Linked DNA regions of Zea mays: all the other regions are linked to region 4. A link is a contact called in public Hi-C data. All regions are on one chromosome and are shown on one strand. Each heading gives the region's core, a stretch centred on a gene start, on an enhancer-like site or on the middle of the called end of the contact. The rest is flanking DNA. Distances are from core to core; before and after follow the strand shown. Region 1 holds the start of LOC103654672 (probable protein phosphatase 2C 14). Region 2 holds the start of LOC103654660 (Disease resistance protein (TIR-NBS class)). Region 3 holds the start of LOC103654673. Region 4 holds the start of LOC100280151.

The links. Hi-C and Micro-C count contacts between places; a contact is called where the count stands out from the background.
Region 1: a contact with region 4 is called in a Hi-C map of tassel, with 2.0 times the contacts expected there. The contact joins the promoter of LOC103654672 here to the promoter of LOC100280151 in region 4. A contact is called at or near these places in 5 of 25 Hi-C or Micro-C datasets (bundle sheath, ear, endosperm and 2 more).
Region 2: a Hi-C map of endosperm shows a contact between it and region 4, with 3 times the contacts expected there. The contact joins the promoter of LOC103654660 here to the promoter of LOC100280151 in region 4. A contact is called at or near these places in 2 of 25 Hi-C or Micro-C datasets (ear and endosperm).
Region 3: a contact with region 4 is called in a Hi-C map of leaf, with 2.3 times the contacts expected there. The contact joins the promoter of LOC103654673 here to the promoter of LOC100280151 in region 4. A contact is called at or near these places in 3 of 25 Hi-C or Micro-C datasets (ear, leaf and tassel).

The regions. Positions count from the first base shown.
Region 1 is chr4:225,768,820-225,771,519 of Zm-B73-REFERENCE-NAM-5.0, forward strand. It overlaps LOC103654672 (probable protein phosphatase 2C 14), which reads left to right and starts at 1,266. Exons shown (of 5, transcript XM_008681516.4): 1 at 1,266-2,228. The coding sequence starts at 1,755.
Region 2 is chr4:224,636,010-224,638,709 of Zm-B73-REFERENCE-NAM-5.0, forward strand. LOC103654660 (Disease resistance protein (TIR-NBS class)) reads left to right here and starts at 1,397. Exons shown (of 4, transcript XR_004857968.1): 1 at 1,397-1,576; 2 at 1,692-1,801; 3 at 2,356-2,700.
Region 3 is chr4:225,839,741-225,842,440 of Zm-B73-REFERENCE-NAM-5.0, forward strand. It overlaps LOC103654673, which reads left to right and starts at 1,347. Exons shown (of 65, transcript XM_020552861.2): 1 at 1,347-1,670; 2 at 2,640-2,700. The coding sequence starts at 1,656.
Region 4 is chr4:225,228,422-225,231,121 of Zm-B73-REFERENCE-NAM-5.0, forward strand. LOC100280151 reads right to left here and starts at 1,331. Exons shown (of 18, transcript NM_001320528.1): 1 at 1,005-1,331.

The DNA.
Region 1 (2,700 bases), core at 16-2,515, 540 kb after region 4:
TAGTTGGTTAGCCTATTGCAGAAGGTGGTTGAACTTGTACTTTGAGACCAAATATATATTGCATACTTGATATTATACTATTATTTGAGCTTGTCTTATTGTACTCTTATCTGTTCTTATGAAGATTAGAGGAATGTGTTTGGGGTGAGTAATTTTTTTGTGTTGTTTCCTCTGTCCATGGCCATGGAGGAGCAAAAGAGGCCACCTAGCTCGAAGATAGCGCCAGTGTCCATGAAGGCGTCCTCCGCAAATGCGACACTTCAAGGCATGAAGAACAGAAACCATTTTCGAAGGGACGGGAAAACTGCACTGCAACAAGACGTGTGTGTATTGTTCTACCTGGTGTTTAGTCGTAAGCCTATTGCATTTCTGTTGAGGACGTTCAGCGTTTTCGATTTTGTCTTACAGGTGGACAAGCTGAGGAAGAAGTTGTGGCACGAGAAGAACGTCCACTGAGCTCTAAAGCAGACGTTCGCGAGGCCGCTCTGCCTCGCCTCCCTATTGTCTCAAGTCAATGTCCTTCTTTGCTTTTCGATCAATTTCACAGGCAAGAAGCAACCTAACCAATAATTTGTTGCCCTTCCGAAGGACTCGATACACTTTCTGATTTCTGCCTCTCCTGAATTGTTCCTAGACATTGGAGCTTCTGGCCCCGTTGCAAGTGGAAAATCCTTGTACTTAAATGTTGCAATGTAGTGGTCCCGTTGCAACGCACGACACTCACCTAGTTTACTTAATAAAATAATCTATTCGGTTTGAAATTTGATATTTCATCACTTTCTAAAGTTTAGATATAAGCCTAGCTTAATTTTACGAGGTGGAGTATGGAAAATGATTTAATGTATCAGTAGAATATATTTCTACTCTACAATTTATAGGATGCTCTTCAGCCAACTTCTCTGTAGTAAAAATGTAGCATATTTGACATTTATAAATAGTAGTATATAAATATATTTTACATAAAACCGTATCAGTTTAATTGATATGTGTATAAATTATTATTATTAGAATGTAATTTAATTCCAAGTATCCAAACGGCATATTAATGATGTTACTATATGTGAAAGTGAACTTGTCGCTTTAGCAGCCTGTTTAATTCATGATGGCTTATGTTTTCTCTCTGGAAAATAGAGGAAAAACATAGAAAAATCGTTTGGTTTGGGGTCCGACACGACACGAAGTTTAGTCAACTTCGCGTCTCTTTCTCGTGCTTCTCTATTCGCCGTTTTAATGTCCCGTCCCCCTATCGGCCACCACTTCCCCCTCCCCTCCAACGGCGAGAGATCGAATATTAAGCACCGCCGCCGGCCTCGTTCTCCTCTCGTCCTCTGGGCTAGATTAGCCGGTTAATCAATCAATCGATTCGTTGTTGCTAAGAGCCTTTTTAAGTATGGGATTACGCAGGTTTCTTGTTTCCTAACCACCACTTCTGTACTAGTACTATACTATACCAATCCATGGATAGAGACAGACAGAGGGGTTGGGTTTTGGTTGCGCTGCTTGACTCGCCCCGTGCCCGTGTTCTTGCTGCCCTTTTCAGGCATATATAACATTCCTCTTTTTACACTACATCCATCCCCGCTTGATTAGCGGCAGCCACTCTCTCCCTCTCCACTCTTGGTGTCCGAGTCCCTTGGCCGTACGCTCTGCCTCACTCCTCCGTTTCTTGCTTCTCCTGCCGCCGGCGTCGGAGAGCGAGCTTCTCGGCGGGCGGCGGCGGCGCGCGGCGCCGGGTGCGGATCGGCCGCGGGTGCATGGTGGAAGCCGCCGCCGGGCGCCGGTCAGGCACCAGCCGTCGGCGGCCTAGCGGCAGCGGAGGGGAGCACCAGCGCCTGGTTGCGCTCGCCGTCGCCGCGCGCGTCGCCATGGTCAGCACCCGGTCTGCGGGTCCAGCAGTGGCGGGAGGAGATGGAGCGGGAGCTGCTGGAACAGGCGCCGGCCCCGCTGCCGGTAGAGGACGATGCATGGAGGACTTCTTCGACTGCCTCCTCGGCTTGCTCGGCGCGTTAGGCATGACATGGGCTACGGCGCGGCCCCAGCGGCAGCCGCTCCCGCCGCTGCCTCGCGGGGTTGGGGCGGGGCCTGAGCCAACCGACGCCCGGCGTTTCGCAGCGGCGCTCAGGGCCACCCCCGGCCGGATCGCTGGCAATGGCGCCTGCGCCGTCGCGTCACTGTACACGCTGCAGGGCAAGAAGGGCGTCAACCAGGATGCTATGATCTTCTGGGAGGTAAAGGAGAAAAAAGAACCATCTTTTCCCTGCTTTCTTGTCTGTACTTCTCACACATCTTGTGCTGTGAGATTCTTGATGTACTTTTCCCCACTGTTCTTGATCAGATCTCCCCAAGATCTAAGCAACCTTGTTCTTACTCCGGATTAGTTTGCCTGACATATCCTGTGTTCCAGATTTTTTATTCGACGGAGAAGTTCAGATTCAGATTTTACTCTTCTGTAATTTGATCTTAATGCAAGCCTCAGGGAATTGTTTGTTTTATCTTTGGCCACAGCTTATGCATGTTCTTATCGCAACATGAGCACACAATATGAAACTATTCAAGAATTGAACTTTTACTCAAATCCTATATATATTTGACACTGGTTGCCATTGGATGTTGATAATTCCTATTTGGTAGTCTTATTCAAACCTAATAATTGGTGTTGAGTTGGAATACTTCATGGAGGTTGGAGGGGCTCCACATGAT
Region 2 (2,700 bases), core at 147-2,646, 590 kb before region 4:
GCGACCTCTGTCGCTTCCACGCCGACGATTACATCTCCTTCCTCTGGTCCGTCACCCCCGAAACGCAGCAGGACCAGATCCGCGCGCTCAAGCGCTTCAACATCGGCGAGGACTGCCCCGTCTTCGACGGTCTCTACAGTTTCTGCCAGACGTACGTGGGGGGCTCCGTTGGCGGCTGGAAGTGAGCGAGGATGGAAGGGGAGCGTGGCATGGGGGCGACGATGGAAGGCAGGGCTGTGACCTTGCATACAACGGAATCAGGGCGCCGAAGCGAGATCTGCGGGCGTGGCTGGCGGGCGGAATCAGACGGGCGCGACGCGTGGTGTGGGAGAGGGAAATAGGATTTTGGGGGCTGGGAATGCCGGCTGCCGCTGCCGCAGAGGGGGACCTGAGCGGGGGGGGGGGGGGGGGGGGGGGGTGGAGGGCGTTGATGGCGGCTCCGATCACGGCTTCAAGGAGTAGAGCGAAGAGGAGGATGTCGGGGGCAGAATATCACCCTGTAGACGTCTACGCTGCATTCTTAAGAGACAGTAGAGATAAGAAATTTTCTTCAGGTGCGGCTAGAGCCCGCGCCCGCTGTTCCCACAGTCCCACTTCATCCTCTCCCCGGCTCGGCAGCCGCTTCGACGAATTAATTAATCAATCGCTCACACACGACACATGGGAACACGCAGGCGAAGACCGAGAAGCAGCTTGGTAATGGTATCTCACGCACCACGCTAATCTCATTCTAAATCCACCCTGCCCTCGCTAAAACCACTGTAACTGCGGTGCATCTCATCCCCCACACTAGAGATGGCAATGGGTAAATACCCACCGGGTATTAGTACCACATACCCATACCCACAACACAAAAATAACCCCACCGGGTTACCCATATACACTGGCGGGTATGGATTTACCCCCATACCCATACCCATGTGGGTATGGGTCACCCATCGAGTCATCCGTACCCACAAAAATTAAACAACTATCAAAATATTATACTATACAAATGTCAAGTATATCCATATAAATACCATTACAAAATTTTCTAGCATCATTTAACCATCCATTCAACACACCAAAGATAATTGGATAAAGTAGTAACACTATGATAGTACTATATAGCACATTACATGTTCCATTACATGGTCATTAAATTGTTGTTAAATAGTAAAAAAGTTAGATGACTAAAGTCCAAGTTCATGATTCGGATAAGTTTATATTGGGTATTTTATACCCACGGGTTAGCGGGTATGGGTGAAGGCAGAACGTTCTAATACCCGTTTACCCATTGGGTGAAGATTTTTGCCCAATAACAGACCCACGGGTAGAATATTTAGCCCACATACATACCCTAATGGAGTAAATACCCATCGTGTATCGGGTCGTGGGTACCCATTGCCATCTCTACCCCACACCCACTTTCCGCTACAGTTCACTCGTACCTTTTTCCGCTCTCCCCCTCTCCCTGCGCTGGATCCACAAAAGCGGCGGCGGCCCCCTCGCCTGCCTCCGTCCGTCCGTCCAGCCGAGATCCGCGCGCGGAGGCGGACCCCGGGTCGCCGCTCAGTCGTACTGCTCCTCAGATTCGGTTGGTGCGCTTCGCACCCAGATCCAAATCTCATCTCCCCCTCGCCTCGGCTTGCTTGTTTTGCTTGTTGCCTCCCCTGCTGATCCGAACCCACCGTGTTTCCGGTTGCTTTTAGGTGTTTCCTTCTCTTCTTCGGTGACGTCGACGGCGCAGCTTCTGCCATCGCCGGCCTTCCACTCGTCACCGAGCCCCCCCCCCCCCCCCCCGCCGCCGCTCCGGCTCCAGGTTCTTCATCCTCGGTTCTGGTTATCTATCCGTATCATCGAATGACGCCGCTGTTATCATGCTCTCTCGCATTCATTGCCGTCGCAGCGAAGCGCACAGCTCATAGCAAAAGCAGCAGCCTTTTTGCACTTTACTCCCCCCCCCCCCCCCCCCCCCCCCCCCCCCCCATTCCTCTATTTCTTCGACTGTTTTTTGTTTATTTTTCCCAAGTATTCGATGGGCCATTCCTGCTGATTCATTCTTGTTTGTTTGTCTGCCTTTTCTGGATCGCCGATTTAATACCCCGCTAGCCTGTTGAATCTCACTTACTCCTGTTTGGGTCAGTAGTCATGACGTACTAGTGCCTTGTCTTTTGGCCTGTCCTTTTTGCTGCTCGTACTTCTTTGTCTGTTTCTCCACCGCAAAGATCACTGAAATGCTTGACGTCTCTGTTGTATTGTACCGTCTCCATATCCTGTTCATCAGCAGCATTCTTCTCAGAGAAGGCTACCTTCAATGTGCAGTGCACTATTACTTTCAGGTTACTGAGGGAATCATCTGTTCAACTTCTGCAGATAACGGTTGCGACGTGGATGAGTTGAACTCCAAACGACTCTGAGGGGTGGACAGAGCTCAAAAATGGTTTTATGAAGCTTCAACATGAAACCTCTGATGCCGAGGTGCTGGTCTCGGCAGCATCAAGGAACCTGTCGTCCTCTTCATCAGCATTTGTTTCAGCAAACCAGTCCCCTTTCTTCACGCCACGGTCACTGTCTGCCCGTGTCCCAGAGCACACTGACCCTGAGAACAATTGCTCCTCCAATGGTATTGTGCTGAAAATCAGTGATATACTCTCTGGTGATTCCTTCACACCACAGGAGGAGTTACCATCAGCTAGCGTTGGGGTCTTGCCGTCAGAT
Region 3 (2,700 bases), core at 97-2,596, 610 kb after region 4:
TGATACCCCCGGTCATCTTCCTGTGGATGGATGTCCATGTTTTGCTGTACTTTGATGAATAAAAGTTAAGACATTATGTCTGCTCGAAGTGTAATATGTTAATATAATCTTTATTTACGTTCTTATGCATTGTTCTTTTGATATATTACACTTGTGACATCAACATATGTGTGAAAATAGATCCTGGCACACATATGCTATGCATCCGGCTCTACCACCAGAAATGGGTGTGACATGTTGTTGGCCAACTATTTTAATTTATGAAAAGAACCGAGATAAGGCAACACAATTAGAATAACATGGTACTCTCTCCTTTAATAAAGAGAGAATAGATTAAAGTGAGAAGGTTACGATAATTTATAAGTTTATAATGATAGACTGAATTTTTACATCATTACACGAAAAGTTTGCTTCATTATTTGTCTTTTACTTGATTACAAACAAATAATTACAAGAGTACCTTCGAAGAGTACAAAAAATGACGAAGTGCCCAAATATTCTAAAGCTTCGAATGCTATGTAGTTCGAAGTGGCACAAGCGAGTTCTCTGAATCTCTCCGGCACGCCACTTTATATGAGCATTGTACATCTATTTATAGGGATATTCTGACGTACAACTTTATACGAAGTTATAACCCTGACCTCTAAACTTATATAAACAACTATAGAATCTATTAAGGCCATTATTGTCCTTTTCTACCGAAAGAGTGGCGCACACGTCGACAAGTCATTTATTCGTTTTCTTGCCATTCGCTTCGAGCTCGACAACATGCTTCGTCTGCACGTTTAAATCAAAGCTTCTTCTATTCTTCTTTTAACCTGACTTCGATAGACATGAATTGGTTGCTCCTAAAACAAATCATAAAGTGGTTAAAATTAATTGGTTTTGAGGACCTTTGATAAATGCTTACCACCAACATATGTTCTGTTGGTTAGGTCGATATGAATATAGAATTAATAACCAAGATTCAAATCAAATCTTCACTTAAACACAATTTTAATGAAAAGAATAAACACGATCGAGATAAGGAGGAGACACTATGCTGGAACGCGTGGCTGAAAGCTGAATAGCCGAAAGAGGGAAGTAGGAGACGTTCCAAACTCGTGCTAGTGATTTCAGAAAAAACTTATTTTACAATTTTTTTATTTGTAAAATAAGTTTTTTCCTGAATTTTCACGCGAATATGCCCCTAAGACCCTGTCCACTTGCCCTTGCCTTCTCTTGCACAGCTCCCCGCCTGGCGCCTGCCGCCTGTTGACCGGACGCGTGCGTCCGTAGCGTGGCGCACGTACGGAGTACTCGCAGCGACCCCACCCGAAACGAGCCAAAAAGAACCACACCGCACAAGTGCCAAGTGCCAACACCGCCGGAAACCACCTCGTGCTGGCCCATCCCGACATCCCGTCCCGTGCTCCCCTCCCCTCCTCTCGACCACCTCCTCGTCGTCTTCCTCGCCCCCTCCGCCACCTCCGCCCCGGCCTCTCCGCTCCCACCCCCGCGGAAACCCTAACTCCCTCTTGGCACAGGAGGCCTATGACGGAGATTCGCCGCGCGCAAGGAGGGAGTGGATTCGCGACTGCGCAGCCGCTGCCGTCGTCCTAGGGCGCGTCGAGCACTGCCACCCCATTGACGGGCCCATCCCCACGACATCCGCCATGTTCGAGGGCCACGTATGATCTCTTACCCTTCCTCCATGTTTTCCCATTCCTTCAGCACCTTTGATCGTGACCATTTTTGATGCGCGATATGGAGGAAGGCCGCGTGATTGCCTAGTGGACCGATGTGTTGGTTTAGTCGTGGCGTTGTTCTGTCCGGGTTACCAAATCTCTGTGCAGATCATGTTCGTATTTGGGGATAGTTTGGAGGGTTAGAATTCGGTGCGTTGATGATTGACCCTTGGTCGTTTGCGTTATGATCTTCCCTTGAGGAAGAATTGCATGTTGATTTATGGAGGAGCCTCTAAACGGGCAAGTTGTGGACTTTTGGTGCTTATGTATACGTTTGTTCACAATTTTATAGTTCGACTGAATTCCAACTATTGAGGAATCTGTTTACTTTGGTTGAGCAAAATGCCTTATTTCATTTGGCCTACGATCATTTAAGTAGCTCATGACACATTGTCTGTGATGGTTGCATATGGTGATCTGGCAGCAATGTGAAAGTTCATAGCTGCGGCATTTCTTTCTTTTTAAATTGAAATCTCCTAGCCCCTGTTACCTCCCGACAATATGCACTTGTTGCCCTTTAAATTTGGATATTCTTCTTTCGTGATTGCATCTTATTCTCACCAGTGAATGCAGTTTTGAGCATCCACACTATTATGGTGAGAGCTATGTTTTGTGCCATCCTACTGCACTGCTTGGGATTTCATTGTGTCTTTTCTTTTGCGTCATTATGTAAGAAACAATCATGCTGGTAAATAGTGGAGTCGTGAGTAATTCATGAGGTTTTACAGCAACTTTGCTCATTCATGGCAATAGACACGTACCACTTAAATGGTGAATCATGTTATGCACTCTTTCGCTATCTATAATTTCATATCGAATTTCTATTTTTTGTTTTCCTTTTTTTGACTCTTTCATCATTCATCATTTGTGTTAAGTTCTGAGCCATGACATAGTTGTAACTTTTTTCTACAGGTGCTGTATCTGCTACGCAAATATTTGGGTGAATATGTTGAAGGGCTTTCTGTTGAAGCTC
Region 4 (2,700 bases), core at 81-2,580:
AAAAAACATCTTATTTTTCCAAATTTTATTTGGTACAATGAAAAATGATATCACATCAAACCAAACGCGCATGATATTAGCATTTAAAAGATACGTGAATACTCTACTAACTATACACTTAAATCTGATAAAATATGTGAAGATCTTGTTCATAATCAAAGGACTAGTGCAATCTGCATTAATTTCGAACAAATTAATGAGTAAATAATAAAACAGGAAGTCACATATTTATAGTAGTGGTTTTCCGTAACATACTACTTGGAAGCAAACCAGAAACATCATGATTTTGTTGTGATTGTGGGCAATGGTGCAGGATTATTCATTTTATTATCAGAAGCTGTCCTGACGAGGCATGCCACAGACCCTCTATCATCTTGGGTAATGCAGCTTGCATAAATGTCCCGGATTCAAAATTAAGCTCAAAAATAAACTGTGACAAGCATGGCACAACCAAGGCTCCTGTCCCAAGCTAAACTTACACAAAAATCATTGTAAATAGTACACAGTGCCCATGTTCTATTAAGACTAAACTCTTCAAACGTCAAAAGCGGCAGCCACATGCACCATCAGTACTCCAAATCCAAACAACATAGACATGGCGACACTCTTTCACGCAACTAGAAGAGCGATTCATCAGAAGAAGAAGAAATGCCTAGACAACAGCACGGCGGAGCTGCATTCGATCGGAAACCCAAAAGTCTTCGCACGTCTCTAAACCTTACCTGACGCCTCCCCTGTTCTCACGCGCCTCTGCGGAGTGTTGGGAAACCGATCCCAAAATAGACCCCCAGGCGGACCAAAAAAAAAAGCGATTCGCCCACCCAAAAACGCCTCCCGGACGAATCCAAAGACCCAGAGAGAGAGAGAAGGAAAAAAAGGAAAAACAGGAGCGAGCTCCTCAGGTGAAATTACCCGCGAGGCTCTCCACAACACGACCCACATTTCGGCACGCAGGAGAGCGGAACGCGAACGCAGAACAGCCACATACCCCTCCAGAAGCTCACCTCGCCGGCGGAGCAGATCGGGCGCTCCCTTCGAGTCCCGTGGTCCCCCCAACTTCGAAGAACCCGATGCAGTGGACAGCCCCGGACCAGTGCCTCCTCTTCGATCCTCCCGCTGGGCTCCTCGGCCGGAAAACTTCCGGCCCCTCCGCCCCCTCCTCTTCCTCCCGCACCGCCCGCCGGAGCCGCGCGGAGCAGCGAAGGAAAAGCGGCGCAAGAAGAGAGAGAGAGGAGAGAGAGGGAGGGAGAAGGCTGGGTCGCTGCGACTCTCCTTGGGGTGAGAGAGACACCAGTCTAGTAGTAGAGTGAGAAAAGAGGAGTGGGTACGACGAGCTGTAGAAGCCTCTCACTGCTGCGTAGGCCCCCTCCAGTGGTAGCCTTGCCCCTGTGAATGATCTCCCCTGGCGCGCCGCGCGTGCGATGCGAATGCGATGGGTTTCACCGCCAGCCAGGGCGATGCCACGGCCAGGCGGCAGCCCCGGCACGTGTTTTTACCTCGCGCCGAGGCGGGGCCCACACAGGCAGAAGCTGGAACCGCGTGCGGTTGAGTACGGGGCGGGCCGCGGGCGACACCACTACCTGTCGCCTCGCGCGTGCCTTTTATTCGCCTGCCCGATTCGCCCCTCGCGGCCGTTAAAGGCCTTCCGCTTCTGCGGCCGCATCGCGGATGCCAGGAAGTGATGGCGCGCCTCGCGCGGATCGGACGGCTGGACTAGGAACAGCCATGCAGCGCCGCGACCCGTACGTACACACGTCCGCAGATCTGGCACTGGCACACCGGCCGCCACGAAACCTAACGTGCACATCGGATCAAGGGGGCAGGAGCTAACCTGTGTTGGATCGCCGGCCCCGACGCGGCGGTGACGGAAGCGTGGAACAGTCGTTATATTGGCACGGGGCTCTCGCCGGCCGCCGGCGAGGTTTTTGGGGTGTAGCGAGTGACGAGACGGCGGGCGAGGGGATGGAAGGAGAGAGCTGCGGGTGCACAAGTGGTATAAGATCGCGACGCCAGTTGCCCAGACCCGCCAAGGCGAAGTGTGACTGTGTGTGAGTAAAAGCAGCCTATTTTTGCTTTCCCGTCCTGCGATTCTTCGGCTAGACTGACGTGTCCTCCCGTTCCTTTCCTAAGGTTATTCTCCTTGGATATTTTTATTCTCGTTAAACAACATGCCACATAATTAATTAAGATAATATAGCATGTAATTTAACGAAGAGAGATGTGAGAGAGTTTCGTAAGAGATGAGAAAGTTTAAACTCTGGATACAATGTTTCCAAGATAAATATTAACATGGCAGCTTTCAAAACAGTGTAACAAAATGATCACTGAGAATGGCCTAAAGGCAAATGGTACAGATCCGTGAAATAAAAAAAATAACATGACGTAACTTAAACAGACAAAACTGGTTTTAGCCGGAGAATATCAGCTTATTATTTTTTAAGTAGCTGAAAATTCGGTTTTCTATAAACTAAAGCATAAACTTGTGTGTTTGGAACCACTCTAATTTCTATAAACCAGTTTCTTAAAAGCTAGGTGGCTCTTCATCAAACAGGCAAGGGAGGGATTTGGTTTCGTAGAATCCATGGGCGGAGGGATTTGGTTTCGTAGAATCCATGGGCGGTTTTATCATAGGTACGTCAATGCCGTGGGTACGCAAGGAAAAGATAGAGCAGAGATAGGATACAATGTAGCGATAGACTT